Regions from separate parts of the Mus musculus genome. Here region 2 is linked to region 1. A link is a contact called in public promoter capture Hi-C data. All regions are on one chromosome and are shown on one strand. Each heading gives the region's core, a stretch centred on a gene start, on an enhancer-like site or on the middle of the called end of the contact. The rest is flanking DNA. Distances are from core to core; before and after follow the strand shown. Region 1 holds the start of Mms19 (MMS19 cytosolic iron-sulfur assembly component). Region 2 holds the start of Sec31b (Sec31 homolog B (S. cerevisiae)).

Evidence for each region. Promoter capture Hi-C pulls out the DNA fragments that hold promoters and counts their contacts.
Region 2: a contact with region 1 is called in a promoter capture Hi-C map of liver, with 3 times the contacts expected there. The contact joins the promoter of Sec31b here to the promoter of Mms19 in region 1. A contact is called at or near these places in 3 of 39 promoter capture datasets (cranial neural crest and liver).

Annotation. Positions count from the first base shown.
Region 1 is chr19:41,977,828-41,985,528 of GRCm38.p6, reverse strand. Mms19 (MMS19 cytosolic iron-sulfur assembly component) reads left to right here and starts at 4,393. Exons shown (of 31, transcript NM_028152.3): 1 at 4,393-4,530. The coding sequence starts at 4,416. It overlaps Ubtd1 (ubiquitin domain containing 1), which reads right to left and starts at 3,766. Exons shown (of 3, transcript NM_145500.3): 1 at 3,521-3,766. The coding sequence starts at 3,590.
Region 2 is chr19:44,542,028-44,549,075 of GRCm38.p6, reverse strand. Sec31b (Sec31 homolog B (S. cerevisiae)) reads left to right here and starts at 3,228. Exons shown (of 26, transcript NM_001033343.1): 1 at 3,228-3,288; 2 at 5,264-5,375; 3 at 5,687-5,810. The coding sequence starts at 5,297. It also overlaps a transcript of Ndufb8 not described here.

The DNA of each region.
Region 1 (7,701 bases), core at 3,144-5,643:
TGTCTCAGACATGAGTGTGGAAGTCAAAGAAGAACACTCAGGAGGCTGTCCTCTCTTTCTATTATGTGGATCTCAAGGATTAAACGCAGGTTGTCAGGTTTGGTGCCAAGTGACCTGACCTGCTCTGTTCAGGGGTTCATCCCACTCATGACAAAAGAAAGCAAAAGTTAGGGTTCAGTTATGGGGAAGGGTCAGGTACACCCTAAACTCAGTGTTGGGGGTTCAGTTATACGTTATAGGCCAGGAGTCTACCTCTGTGCCACCTCCTAGTTCGAGGCATCAGTCTGACAACATGAAACTGTGTCCCTGTCAAAAGGTAAAGCCACAGATACTACAGGGTGCCAAGTGCATGCTGTGACGTTAAGAGGGATCCCTCCCCTTGCACCAAATCTGTCATCCATCAGAGTAGCCCTTGGCTTTGGACTTTATGAATAAAACTATTCATAGTAGGGTCCACAGAATTAAAAGGACCATTTACTAGCAGGCTAAAAAAAAGTTGAGAGTAATATACTTCAGCAAAATGTTTGCATAAAAGATTAAAGTGGCAGGATGAAGTCAGGGTAGCTTTCTACAGTAACAAGTGCTGAGGGCTTCCTTGGTAGGAGCCACTGTGCTCAGTGCTGACTGTGTGTACATAGTTGTGTGAGTGAGTGAGCGAGCAAGTGAGGGACAGAAACAGACCAACACACAAGGAAAGACAGAAGCCAGGTCTTCAGGCTTACAGCGTCGGCTGCCGATAGAGGACTGTGAACTTCAAAGACATGACTAATAATATAGAACAGATAATTGTTAACAAAGTGGCACCATGGCACTGCTAAGTGTCTGCAGGAGTTCTCAGAAGCCACCTTTCTGCTGGGGATGGGGGCCTGCTGAGCAGGCTGCTTCAAGGGGATATGGGTATGAGCAGAGTATGTGATGTAGATATATGAAAATGTCAAAAACTAAACCCATCTTGTGTGCTGATTTAAAAAAAAAAATTAGCCGGGTGTGGTGGTGCACGCCTTTAATCCCAGCACTCAGGAGGTAGAAGCAGGCGGATTTCTGAGTTTGAGGCCAGCCTGGTCTACAAAGTGAGTTCCAGGACAGCCAGGGCTATACAGAGAAACCCTGTCTCAAAAAAACCAAATAAACAAACAAGCAAACAAACAAACAAAAGGTAGGATGTGGTGGTAGACTCCTATAATCCCAGCACTCGAGGCTGGAGAGAGTTCAAGGCCAAGCTAGGGTACATGGCTATACTAGGTACATAGGGAGTTCTAGGCCAGTCTGTTTTCATTATATTGCAAATGTCCTGTCTCAAAAGAAAAGAAATGAAGGCAAATAGGATGGATGGATGCATTTGGGGTTTGAGGTGTAATCTGAAGAAAGACTCTCCTAAAGTGGAAAAGGTATGAAAACATTACTGGCCTTAATGTCAAGGAAGAGGAAGCAATCGGGTTCTAAAAGGACCAGGCCAGACTTGCCCAGTCTTGAAAGTTAAAGGCCTTGTAGAGGTAGAAGGTACTGAACAAAAATAACTGCAGTCTGGACACACAGTGGCTTCTAGATGGAGTGTATGCAGGTATGAGATGAATGACTGATGGTGAGCTTGCCCTCCCTGGAGCTCACTGCAGCCTGGGGGAATAGCCGGGCTTGAGATGGTTTGGGAAAGGGCATGTCTGTAAGACACAATGACTCTGATGGAAGAACTAGCAGGCTCCTGTGACGAGCTGACAGAAAGCTGAGGACAAGTCAGCAGAGTACAGGACAGCGGGTAGAGATGTGCAGAACCTGTTGTGGATGGGTTGAGCCCCAGGATATCCACAGTACTGATGTCTGCCTAGACATGGGGGTCTGGGAATCAAGCTGGTAACTAAGAGACAGGGGTCTTCCTGATGGACAAAGAGTTGTGCAACTAAGTAAGCTATCTCTGGGAGGGAGTGTCATGAGGAAACCCAGATTGTCAGACTGAGCCACTGGTGTATAACAGGTGAGGGTGGGCAAGAGAAATTGAAAAGGAAAATCGGAGGATAGAGATGCAATTCAATGGCAGAATGCTTCTGTAAACTCCTGACCCTCAAAACTGGAAAAAAATAATGATAGAGAAAGGAAACCAGGATAAGGATAGCAGAGATAGAAAGCAGTTCGGAGACTGAGGTAGGAAAGGGTAGTCAACCATAAAAACACGAGGCAAGATCAAGGATGGAGCATACAAGAAATCAAAATTATTTGCTTTCTGCTTGATCAAATGTATGAATGATATAAATGAATGAATGAATGAACGAACAAAAGTCCTTGGTCAGAAGAAAGGCCAGGGTTGCTTTCAAAAGGAATTTGTAAGTTTTACTCCATCCTCCCATAAAAACGTTTCTGCTTGCACAAGTCATCCTGTCCAGCACACACACACACACATCCTTCCCAGCTTCCCCTGTGCTTCTCCCCATCTTCCTTCCCAGTTTACACAAGCAAAACAACACACCTTCAGTGTCAAAGCAGACAGGAAACTCCAACTAGAGTTTCCACTTCATTAACAACTGCGCCTGTGGCTCCTCTTACATAAAGGGGTATGTGGTAACAAGGGGGAAGAGACCGGATTCCAACCTCAGTTGCACTTCTAACTCACTGTGTGACTTAGGGGAAGCTGCCCAACCTCTCTGGATCTGTGTTTTTACATAAAAGAGAGGTAGATCTGGAAATTCAGTCCAGTGTTGAAGGTCTTTTTGCGCGCCACAGTTTATCATTTGCATAAGTTCTTTGCAACACCCCCAGAGAAGAGAGTACAAGACAGGGAAATGACCCTCAAACGAAGCGCCAGGACAGGGCTGGTGTACCAAGAAAGTGAGACCGCGCTACTGGAGCTTCGAAGATTGCCAGAGAGCAGATCCCATTCTCATGGCTGAGAGGGATCCCATTCCAAGAGCTGAGAACGCTCCTAACAAACACGAAGGCGACGCTCACCCCGCACCCCACCTTTCCTAGACTCCCAGACAGCCACCGAGGCTCCAAAAAGCCGTGTGGAGAGGTGGGAGGAAATAAAGATTTCTATTTTCCATGGTCCTGCACTGCTTTTTACAAGTCGGATTCCCGCAGACAACGACCTGCAGCCCGATAATGACACAGTGACTCGCTGGAATGAGCGACTGTGTTCGCCTCGATCGCTCCGACTTCTGGGGACGCAGGCTGCCCACGCCGCGCCCCGGCCGGCCGCCGGCCGACCCTGGCCGGGGCTGCCAGATCCGCGGCGCACTCGCTTGGCCCCCTCCGCCAGCCTCGTCGCGGTCTGGAAACATTTCCTGCCCCCGCCCCCATCCCCAGCTTCCCGGTGGGAGCGAGTTGGCCTCCCGGCCGGGTCAGCGCTCGCAGTTACCCCAACTCGCTTCCCAGACAGCCCGCGCCGGGGAGGGCCCCGTCTGGCTCCGAGAAGCCGTGGGGGAACCCAAGCGCCCGGCGCCGAGCGAGGTCGCTCGGGAACCCCAAGGTTCGGGCAAGGCAAGGGCCAACTGGCAGCGCGCCGGGACCCCGCTGCCTTTCCTGGCGTTACCTGCTCGCTTGCGGGGGTGTCCCGGAGCAGCCGGCCTCTCCCGGCGCTGTCTCCCCACGCAGTTGCCCATGCTGGCTTCTCAGCCGGTCCCCCATGCACCAGAGGCGGCGGTCGGCCGGCTGCTCCACGCTGCTGCCCCGAACCGCGGCGTCCCCGGGTCAACGACTCCCGCAGCCCGACATCGAGAGCTCCTGGATCTCCCCTGGGGAGCGCTCTGCCCGACGCCGGCTTCGCCACAAACTTTGCGGGCCAGCGGAGAGGGAGGTGGCCAGGCCAGGGGGGCCCGCGACAGTGCCCGGCCAGAGACCAGCCCGGCTGGAGGGGCGGAGGGAGGGGGCGGACACCGCCGCAGCTACTCCAGGATCACTCCGAGCTCCCAGCTGGGGCCGGCCCCCCGGAGCCTGTCACTCACCTGCCTAACCCCGCCCCGGCCCGGCCCCGCTCCCTTCCTCCCGCTTGGGGTGGCCGCGCCACGGTCGCCAGCCGCCCCAGGTGCGCATGTGACCGACGGCACCGCCCCTCGGGCCGGGTCTGGTTTTCTCATTGGCTTTTCCCAGGATGCGTACCGCCCCTCGGCCCCACCCAGCCAGGTGCCCGCCCTGTCGCCCGTCTCCCGGGGAGAGCGGCCGGGAATTATGCGCCCTCAACCGCCCCGGCTGCGTGCCCGGCAGTCACTTCCCCTCCCGGAGCCGCGCCCCGGCCCAGGCCCCGCCCTCTGGGGAGGGGCCGTTAGGTCCCTGAAGGGACTGCCTGGCCCAGAGCCGGCAGGCACGTGACCTGGAGGTGCCCCGCCCCTGAAGTCTGCGCCCAACTATTGGCCATGGAGGCGCGTGCGCGGAGAGACACATCTCGTAGCCACACCCACTTCCCCCTCCCACAATCTCTGGCTAGCGTCATGGCTGCCGCCACCGGTCTGGAGGAGGCAGTGGCGCCTATGGGCGCCCTGTGTGGCCTCGTGCAAGACTTCGTCATGGGTCAACAGGAGGGGCCCGCTGACCAGGTGGCTGCAGGTATGGCAAACAACGCCGCGAGGCTTCTGCAGGGGCCGGACCGCAGGGAGCGGCCTCAGCACCCGCGCGCGGCGGGAAGGGAGTGAAGGGAGAGGTGATTGTGATTGGTCCTCTGGCCGCTCTGCCCCCGCTGGGAGCGCTACTGCCCTAACAAGTTGGAGAGTCGCTTGCATCTTCCTTAAAGCTTTCTTTACATTCCGCATCTCGCTGTGGTCCATAGAGAATCATTACATTTCTCCGAGAGTAATAGACTTGTGCAAGGCACAGACGAGTCCGGAAGTGGAGCTGGGACTTGGACTCGGGTGTTCTGGTCCAAACCTGGTGCTTGCACCGCAGGACCGCGTTGTTTGCGGAGTGTTAGGTGAGAAGGTCTGGGTTCCAAGGGTTACGCTCCGGCCTCTTGCCTTCCTGGAAGTAGCGTGCGCTCCAGCTGTTTGAGTGGTTGTAATTGGATGGAGGAGGGGAGGAGCCAGTCTGGCTCTAGGTCGGTGGGCGTGTAGATGACTAGTGTCTTTAAAGATTCACTTATGTGTCTTAGTAGGCTTTAAAAAAAAGAATATATATATATATATAGTATGTGAGTACGCTGTCAGACACACCAGGAGAGGACATCGGATCCCATTATAGATGATTGTGAGCCATCATATGGTTGCTGGGAATTAAACTCAGGACCTCTTCAAGAGCAGTCTGTCCTCTTAATTGTTGAGCTATCTCTCCAGCCCCAAATAGGCTTTTTGATAAATTAGATTTATAACTTTTTAATGTCCCATTTTTTTATCCTTCTTCCCAGAGTTCCAATTTCAGGAATCTCTCAGTTCCGAGTTTATCCAGGATTTGAACAAATCCAGGGTGCCTCTTTAGAATTCTTTCTGAATGTTGAATGTTAGGCCTTCAGTGTCGGGTTTAAGAAATAGAATAAAAAATGGATATAGATGCGGGTTTTTAAAAATTATGTTTGGAAGTTTATGGGTGAAGAAGTTTCTTTAGCAAATTGAACAGATTAATTTTTAGAATATGTGAGAAATGAACTGCTAGAAATATATGTTGGTCCTTAGCAATAGTCCACATTCTCTGCCATTCTATTATTTCTGAGCACGTATTTTTTACCCAGCATGAAAAGAATTGAGGACAGAAATACAAATAAGATACTATCTATGGCCATCAAACTATTATAATTAGTGAGAGAAAGAACTGTGTTGTAAGAGGTAAATATATGGTTCCAGAGCATCAAGGGGCAAAAATGCCTGCTATTGGCTGGGCTTGGTAGTGCATTCCTTTAGTTCCAGGATTTGGCAGGGGGGTGGCAAGTTTGCTAGTGAGTTCTAGGCCAGCCTCAGCTACAGTGTGAGCCCCAATCTCAGAAAGAAAATAAAGCCCCTGGTACTTGCACTTAAGCTTATAACATTTTACAACTTAATCAAGTATAGTCTGTTATGGGTTATTATCAATGCCATTTCCCCCCAGATTTTACTATGGAGATTTCACAGCATTTAACAAAATCTAAAGAATTTTAATTTTTAGTTATTTATCTGTTTGTGTATTGTCTTTTGAGACAGGCTCTCTCTGTGTTGCCCTGGCTATCCTGAAACTCTGTAGACCAGGCTGGTCTTGGACTCAAAGATCTAAATCCCCCTCCCAAATGCTGGGATGACGGGCATGCACTACCCCTGCCCAACTTAAATTTTTTTTTAAAGATCATAGACTCACTACTTAGAGCCTATCACTAACATTTTTTTCTTTAATTTGAATTGTCACAAACCTACCCATTTAAACTGCAGAGATCAATACATTAATCTCTAACTTCTTTATCGAGCTCCTCATTGACTAGTGTTTGCTTTTGGTTTGTTTGGGGGGTAAACTTTAGATCCGGTGAACTATATATCAGGACCGTTGTTTTCACAGAAGCTTAGATATACTTAAACCCACCCCCATACCAAGATAGATGTTACTATATTAATGTTATCTGTAATTGTTCTTCCACATTTGTGCACTCTGGGAATAATAATTTTGGATTTTATGGATGCATAACACATCTTTAAAAGACAGCTTAAATAACTGCCTTCTTATTTTTTCATAAAATACCTTTTTTTGTTATGTCAAAAAAGGGAGCCTGAACTATCATCTTGTTTTAGTGTTTCTATTGCTATGACTAAACTCCATGACCAGAAAGCAAGTTGGGGAGGAAAGGGTTTATTTGGCTTGTACTCGGAGATCACAGTCAATCATTGGAGGAATTCAGGACAGGAACTCAAACCTGGAAGCAAGAGCTGATGCAGAGGCCATGGAGGGTGCTGCTTACTGGTTTGTTCCCTGTGGCTTGCTCAGCCTGCTTTCTTACGGGAGCCAGGACCACTAGCTCAGGGATGGTACCACCCAGAATGGGATGGGTCCTCCCTCATTGATCACTAATTGAGAAAATGCTTTACAGCTGGATCTCATGGAGGCATTTCCTCAACGGATGCTCCTTCCTCAGTGATGACTCTAGCTTGTGTCAGGTTGACACAAAACTAGCCAGTGCATGTATGGTTTAAAATCTACTCTGTAGTACCTGTGTAAGTGAACCCTATTGTAATTTATTCCTCTTAACAAAAGGAAGGTTGGTACAAAGGAATAGTAGCCAGTAAGGTTGAATGGGTTGATGGAGCCGGATTATATATAACCCTGAACTCCAGCGGTAAGGTCTGAATGGCTTGTTTTAGGTAATGGGTGTTCAGCCCTTTAAGCAAGGGTTGTAGAATGAAAGGAAATTTAGGAAGGATTAAATTAGTATTCTTAGTCTTAACTGATCATAGTCTTCGTTGTTAGACTATGATAAGCGGACAGTTTTGAACTATCCCCAGAGCACTTTCTCCAGCCTGAGTCAGTCAGTCTGTGCAGTACTGAACCCATACATCAGCCTTGGAAGCAGCAGCTCACTTACAAGTTACAAATGCAGAAGGAATCCTTTGTGATCACAAGGGAACTGCCATCTTTGTTTGGCACCTGGTGGTTCCTGGTGGAAATAGTTGTCAGCTCCCACGAACATGCAAGTACTAGGAAGGAAATGAGTTGGAAGCCGAGGAATGAAGGCCTCTCAGGCAGCCTCTCATTGATAGCCAGTACTTGTCCCAGCCTTTATTCTCACCACTAGCCTCTTGGACCTTTAGTTCTAGGCACCAGCCTTTGTTCTCC
Region 2 (7,048 bases), core at 1,979-4,478, 2.6 Mb before region 1:
GACCTGACACCATCTTCTGATTTCCAGAGACACTGCATGTGGTGCTCAGACATTCAGGCAAACACTCATAAAATAAAAAAATTTAAAAGGTTGGTTGTGGTGGTACAAGCTTTTAATTCTAGCACCTGGTGGGTGGGACAGAGGCAGGTGGATCTCTACATAGTGAGTTTCAGACTGACCAAGGTAGAAAGACCCTGTCTCAAAAACAACAACAAAAACCCAAAAGGATTAAAAAGTATAGCAATCAGATTAAAACTTATAAGAAAGCAATAACAGTCACCAGGATGGCCGTGGAATAACGGACAAAGTAGCCACATTTGTAGTCTAAGCCATAAGGCTCGTTGAGTAGAAGTGACTGGTGCAACCACTAAAAAGTCTTGGCTATGGGGGCTTCCAGGCAATCCAAGCAGATATCTGTTAACCTTCAAGGAGGGTAAGAATTGGTGGAAGGAACCATGGTGGCTCATGCCTGAAACTCAACCGAATAAAAGAAATGGTGTAAGTATGGTTTCTGGATTTTGTAAAATTGTGTGTGTGAGATATCCAAAGAGGATGACCTGAGTACAGTGCCTGTCGAGTTTCCCGTGACCACTGACCGAATGTCAGCTCATCTGCAGTGGCAAGTGAGTCAACACACACTCTGTTTAGGGGGTTGCTTCTTGACAAGAGTCTTACTATGTAGCTTTGGCTGAGATTAAAAGTAGAGTGTTTTCTTAAGGTAACTTCATTTCCTTTGGAAACCTGACCCATAAGAAAAATGTGTTTCTCCTGCATCAGTACAAATAAACCCATCAGACTTAGTCACTATTTTATTGCTCCGAAGAAAGACCATGACCGTAACAACTCAGGAACAGTTCATTGGGGGTGTGCTTACAGTTTTAAAAGCTTGGTCCATTATCAGCATGGTGGCAAGCATTGTAGGCATGATGATGGAGATGTAGTTGAGAGCTGCATCCTGATCTGGGTTGTGAGTGGGTAGGGAGGACGGATGGATAAGAGTCTGACTGGGCCTGCCATGGGCTTTTGATCTTAAACCCCACCCCCATTGACATACATCCTCCAACACGAACATGCTTCCTTACCTTCTAACCCTTTCAAAGAGTCCCACTCCCTGGTGACCAAGCATTCAGGTATACGAGCCTTTGGGAGCCATTCTTATTCAGACCATCACATCATTCAACTTAGATATGGGCTCCATTAGTGGATTATCTGGGCAGTTAAAAAGTGCAAAATTAGGGAGTGGAACTGAAAACGTTACTTTTTGAAGAATTCTTAGATTTATTGCGGGCTGCTGAGATGGCTCAGTTGGTAAAGATATGTGGTGAACACCTGATATCAATCTTTAGGCCCTACATGGTTGGAGGAGAAAATCCATTACTTCAAGGTGTCCTCTGACCTTTGCACATGTGCTATATATAGTGTGTGTGCATCCACACTTGCACACAGAATAAATGTCATTTTAAGAAGTTTTTTTTACAAAGATATACTCTTTAATCATCTCATTCTTAAATATTTATTTATTTATATGAATGTATATGGCTGTGTGCCACCAGGAAATGATGTTGGATATTCTGGGACTGGAGTTAGGCAGTTAGAAGCTGCAATGTGGGTGCTGGGACTTGAACCTTAGGACTTTAGTGCGATTTCTTTTGTGATGCTCCATCAGTGTGGTTGGTACTTCTGCTTTATTCCCTAATTTGGGAGTACTTTCCAAGGTTCAGCTGTGTGTGTGTGTGTGTGTGTGTGTGTGTGTGTGAGAGAGAGAGAGAGAGAGAGAGAGAGAGGAAGAGAGAGAATCTCCTGTAGCCCTGGGTGCCCTTGAACTTGCTGGGTAGCTTGGGTACCTGAAGATGACCTTGAACTTTTGACCCTCCACCCTGAAGCCACCACGACTACTGGTTTCTCTAGTGCTGGGAAATAAAACCAGGGTTTCAAGCCTTAGGGCAAGCAAGCACTCTCAGCCAATCCACACCTCTAGTTCCTAAGGCTCAGACCTTGTTCACTCCCCAACTCCACCCCCATCACCGGCTCACCTGTGATAGGACACTTAAAAAAAAAAAAAAGTTAAATGTTTAGTTGTAGCAAGAATGGTCCTGGCACAGATGGTGCCACACATGGGTGTCTATCTGGTTTCAGAACTGCCCATCAGATAATGGGCACCCCAGTTTCAGAGGTGACCCGGGTAGAACTCACCATGCATCAAGTGGCACTTTTGAACCAACTTGGGCATCTTCACCTGCCACAATTACCTCCACAGTTATCTCAACTTGAAAAGCATCTGTGATATCTTCACATTCTCTTTTCCTCTGCCTCAAGGTTTTAACTCTGTTATCAGCGACACCGGGTCTCCCTTGCTCTTGGGCCCCGGCTGTCTTGAATCCTTTCCTTTCTCAGTCAGGAGAGCCAGGGCAGCTCTCCTTCAGTCACCAGTATTAATCCTGACTTTCTTCACCGGTCCCTGGGCTGCTCTATTCCTCTTGTAATTGGGTCCCTGCCTTCCTCTCTTTTTTCTCCAAAGGGATCCATACTGCCAGATACAAAATACAATTGCCACTAGTGCCTCTGACCCAATAATTTTCAGTAATTCCCTGTTAACCGCAGAATTAATTGGTATTCCACAATTTATCTATCAGTACTTGTTCTTGATCAGTCTCTTTGACTTACTGTATGGGAAATGCCAGCATGCCCATTAGCTGCTTTGGCCCCCCTTTTTGCTGAAATATCACCTAGTGTTCTTTCAGCTCCAAGGAGTAATGCCCATGTCATGTGCCTGAAATCTTCCATGAAGTGCCTGGTTCACAGTTGTCTCTTTTTCCACACACAGCCGTTAATCAGTTTGTGGACACCCTCTACTAGTAGGCTCCAGTGTGCACCACTACTATTTACAACCTCGATTGCTTTTTAGCTAAATAGATCACACTGAGAGCTCATGGGCTTCCCTCACTTTAATAACTACATAATAAATTGAATTAGTGTTTTCCCTTTCTATACACAGGAGCCTGACTCAAATAGAATAGACTAGCATGTACTGGTGTGGGGGCTAGAACTGTGCAATCCCAGGGCAAGTGAGGCAGGCCCTGCTGGGAAACCTCTGCGCTATCGCTCTCGGTGCAGATTAGTGTTGAGGAGCTCAGCTAGGCGAGCAGAGGGAGTGGGTCGCCAGCTGTGGCCAGGGCAAATTGACTTTTGGCCCTCGGCAGCCGCCGTCCGCAGCGCGGTGCGCCCTTGGTTGGGACAGGACCGGCCCAGGCGGTCGCCTGTGACCCCTGACCTGGGCGCTCGGAACAGGTGGGTTTCCCCTGCGGGTCTGGGGTCCCGGAGCACCGCTCCTCCCACGGGAGGACGCCGGGGAGCTCGCCTTGACCACACCCGGGCTGCCACGCCTCTGGAGCACCAGTACGAATCCCCCCAGCTGGACCCGGTCCCGCTCCCCTTGCCACACAGTGTCCCCAACCCCGCCGAGGTCCAGCAGCGCTGCGCGCGCCTCCGACTGCCCCCCAAGCCTTGACTTGACCGGGCCCTCAGCCTGCACACTGTCGCGGTGCCCTGGCCAGTGGTAACTGACCGTCAAGCGCCTTGTATGGCAGTCAGCAGGCGAGAAGCCGTGTTGACCTTCTCCCTAAGGACTGGACTGCCAAGGGTCGTCCTCCCTGATAGTGGTTCCCCGACCCTATCAGCCCGCCACTGCTCTGGCTGTTCTGATCCTAACGAGGGTTTTTCTTATAAAATGATGCCTCAGAGCAAAGTGGATGAAAAGAGCATTTCTCAGCCGGGCGTGGTGGCGCACGCCTTTAATCCCAGCACTCGGGAGGCAGAAGCAGACGGATTTCTGAGTTCGAGGCCAGCCTGGTCTACAAAGTGAGTTCCAGGACAGCCAGGGCTATAAAGAGAAACCCTGTCTCGAAAAAAACCAAAAAAAAAAAAAAAAAAAAAAAGCATTTCTCCCGTCCTTCTGTCAATGGTTTAAGCACGTCATGAAAGCTTTGCTTAAATTAATATAATGGTTAAAAGCACGGGGTTTACATTGCGGCTTAGCCGGCTGTTTTCTATGTAAAACAAAGTAACAATTTATAGAAATTTCTAGTTGTGCCTGGCAAATGCGCTGTTGCTGGTCGCTGCGCTTCTGTACAGGATGGTTCTGACCAGCAGGTGGCACTGGTGACGAAATAGTGTAGTTCGCTGGTCACTGATAAAGCGGAGCTTCAGGAGTTTAGAAGCTCCCAGAAACAAGCTTAACTGACAGCCCCAAGCTTTTTTCAAGCTGGAAAGTACAATAGAGATTAAGTACTATTATCGCCTGCTTTTATAGGTGAGGCTGACCTGACTGGGTTGCTCAAGCAGGTCACAAATAGTTCTAAGTGTCCTTCTTTACCTTTCAGCCCTTTCGCTGGCCCGTGAGGATGAGACCTTGAGTATACATTAGAAGTGGAAATCACAGAGTTAAAATGAATGCGGTGTGGGGGCTTCACACTTGCCAAGTAGAGACAGGACGATCATTCTCAGTTACCTAGCAAGTTTGAGGCCAGTCTGGGCTACGGGAGACCATGCGCCCCCTCCCGCAAAAGGAAAGGGTCTGAAAAGATGGCTCTGTTGGTAAGAGCACCCGCTGGGTTCCCGGGGCGCTCACATTGTAGCTCACAGCCATCTGTAGCTCCAGTTCCAGGGGCTCCAACACTCTCTTCTGGCCTCTGAAGGCATTAGGTACCCGTGTGGTACACAGACATACATGCAGGCAACACACACACATATCTATGAATGTTATAATTTTAAATATATTAAGATAAGTTCTTACTTTGTATGTAGTCCACGCCAGGCTTGCCTGAACTTATGATTCTAATGCCTCAGCCTCTTGAATGCTTGGATCATAGATGTACATTATAGCTAGAAATATTTAATTATCCATTTCCCTTGGGAATTGGTACTCAGAGGACAGATGTGTGTCAATGACATAAATACAGGGTTCCCTGGCACAGATACAATATTTAAAACCAAGGGAATCAGGCAACGTCACTGAGAAATTACCTAGTTTGATGGTTATTGTCGGTAGAACTGTAGTAACCAATGTTGATTAAAGACCTTGGGAGTTTAGATAATCAGTTTTAGCCATTGGGTAAGCGAACTGTCAGATGAGCTTGTTTTTCTCATTCTGTTTTTTGCTGGACTACTTCATCTTGTAGAGAAGAGAGACCATCTCTGTGTCCACAGACGCTCCCTGGATCACTGGCCCTAAGATTTTTTTTTTAATTATTATTTCTATTTTTAGTGGGCCAAAGGTCATATATGTTTCCCGGAAACCATGAAGTTGAAAGAACTTGAGAAGCCAGCTGTCCAAGCGTGGAGCCCGGCCAGGCAGTACCCTGTGTATCTGGCCACAGGTACGATGACACGACAGACCAGGAGCTACTAGAAGTCAGCCATCAAAGGAAAACTCAGTATCTAGAATTCCTTAATGACCATGAGAGACAGCTGTAGGATTATGTCAGGTTGGGTACCTGGTAACAGCCTTGGACTAGGGCCTGAGGGCGGCACCTCATGCTTTCCTTGCGGTTACCTCTAGAGAAAAGGATGCTCCTATCTCTCTTCTGTTCTGTTTCCTCCCCGCTCCCTAACCTATTAGTACCCAGTATTTTCCCATGCATACATTGTTGCTCATTTGCTGCCTCTTCTTTCCTTTCCATGTGACTAGGAACATCTGCTCAGCAACTAGATGCCTCCTTTAGCACAAATGCCACCCTGGAAATATTTGAGATTGATTTCAGGGACCCTTCTCTGGACTTGAAACACAAAGGAATTCTTTCTGTCTCCAGCAGGTACTATGTTGGGTCTATGAGTGGGTATTCAGGTCAGACCCTGATGGATATACTGATAGAGGGTCCTAGGGGTGGTGTGTGCAATTCAGGGATCATGGGGGTGAGAAGTATGGGGAACAGGAGTTATGTTTCAGAGGAGGTCGTGCTGGTCAAAGGGACTTGAGAACTAACCACTTTCACCTTACTAGGCAGTGGCAGCAGCAGCAGCAGTATCAGGCAGCGTGCAGGTGATAGAGCTATCTTGCACAAGCCAGGACTACCTGTATCAGGTCTCCTTTTGAACCCATGGACATTGATTCCTCCCTCCCTTGGCTTTTGTTAGGACAGCAAGCTTACACAATACCACACTCTTCTGCCAACAAGGAGGATGACGAACGATCTCTCCTCATGGCTCTTGGGTGTTGATTGGGTGTCGCAGGTTTCGTGGCTCTTGCGAGCTGGATGCTCTGCTCGTAGGTTTCTTGGCTGTCTTGTGCAAGAGCAATGAAAAGAGGATCATTGATCCTCTCCTTTATAATGGCAGAAATGGCTGCAAGAAATCCTTGAGGAGCTTGGTAGGAGAGCACTATCACTGGGACCCTTCAGATTCTACTCAGTCCTCAGAATAAGCCTGAATTAGACATGCCACTACTTCCATTTTACATGGGCGATGGAAGCCTTAAGAAGGTGGACTTGGAATGGAAGCATGTTCCCATCTGAGTGCCAAGTCTTCTTCCTAGTATGTCACAGCTTTTGTCTTTAGACAAAGTCTTGCTAAGGCTGGCTTTGAACTCACTGTCCTCCCAACTCATCCTCCTGAGAAGCTGGTATAGATATGTCTCGCTGTACCTGGCTCTATTCCTTTTTAAGGGCTTTGTGGAAAATGGCATGTATAGCCTGACACAATAGTCAGCAGGTTTTTGTACTGTCAGGAAAAAAAGTGTAAATATTCACTATAGTCCACTTCATATTTAATAAGTAGTATACACGTTACCACACTACTGATCTTATATAGATATCAGGTATCTATATAAAATATGTAAGTATTTTTCTTATAGCTCAGGACATTTTCTTGACCGCTTTAACCTAGAGATTTTTGGTCTCTATTGCAGCCTTCCATCTGATAATTGGTAGGCCCCTATTCTATCTTCCCTTCTGCCAGTCATCTTATGCATTGCTGTCATGGAAAGCACAGTTGTGTTGGGTTGTAGCCTAGCTGTGATGCTAATTAAGCTGTGTGCTTTGGAGTGAGTTACGTT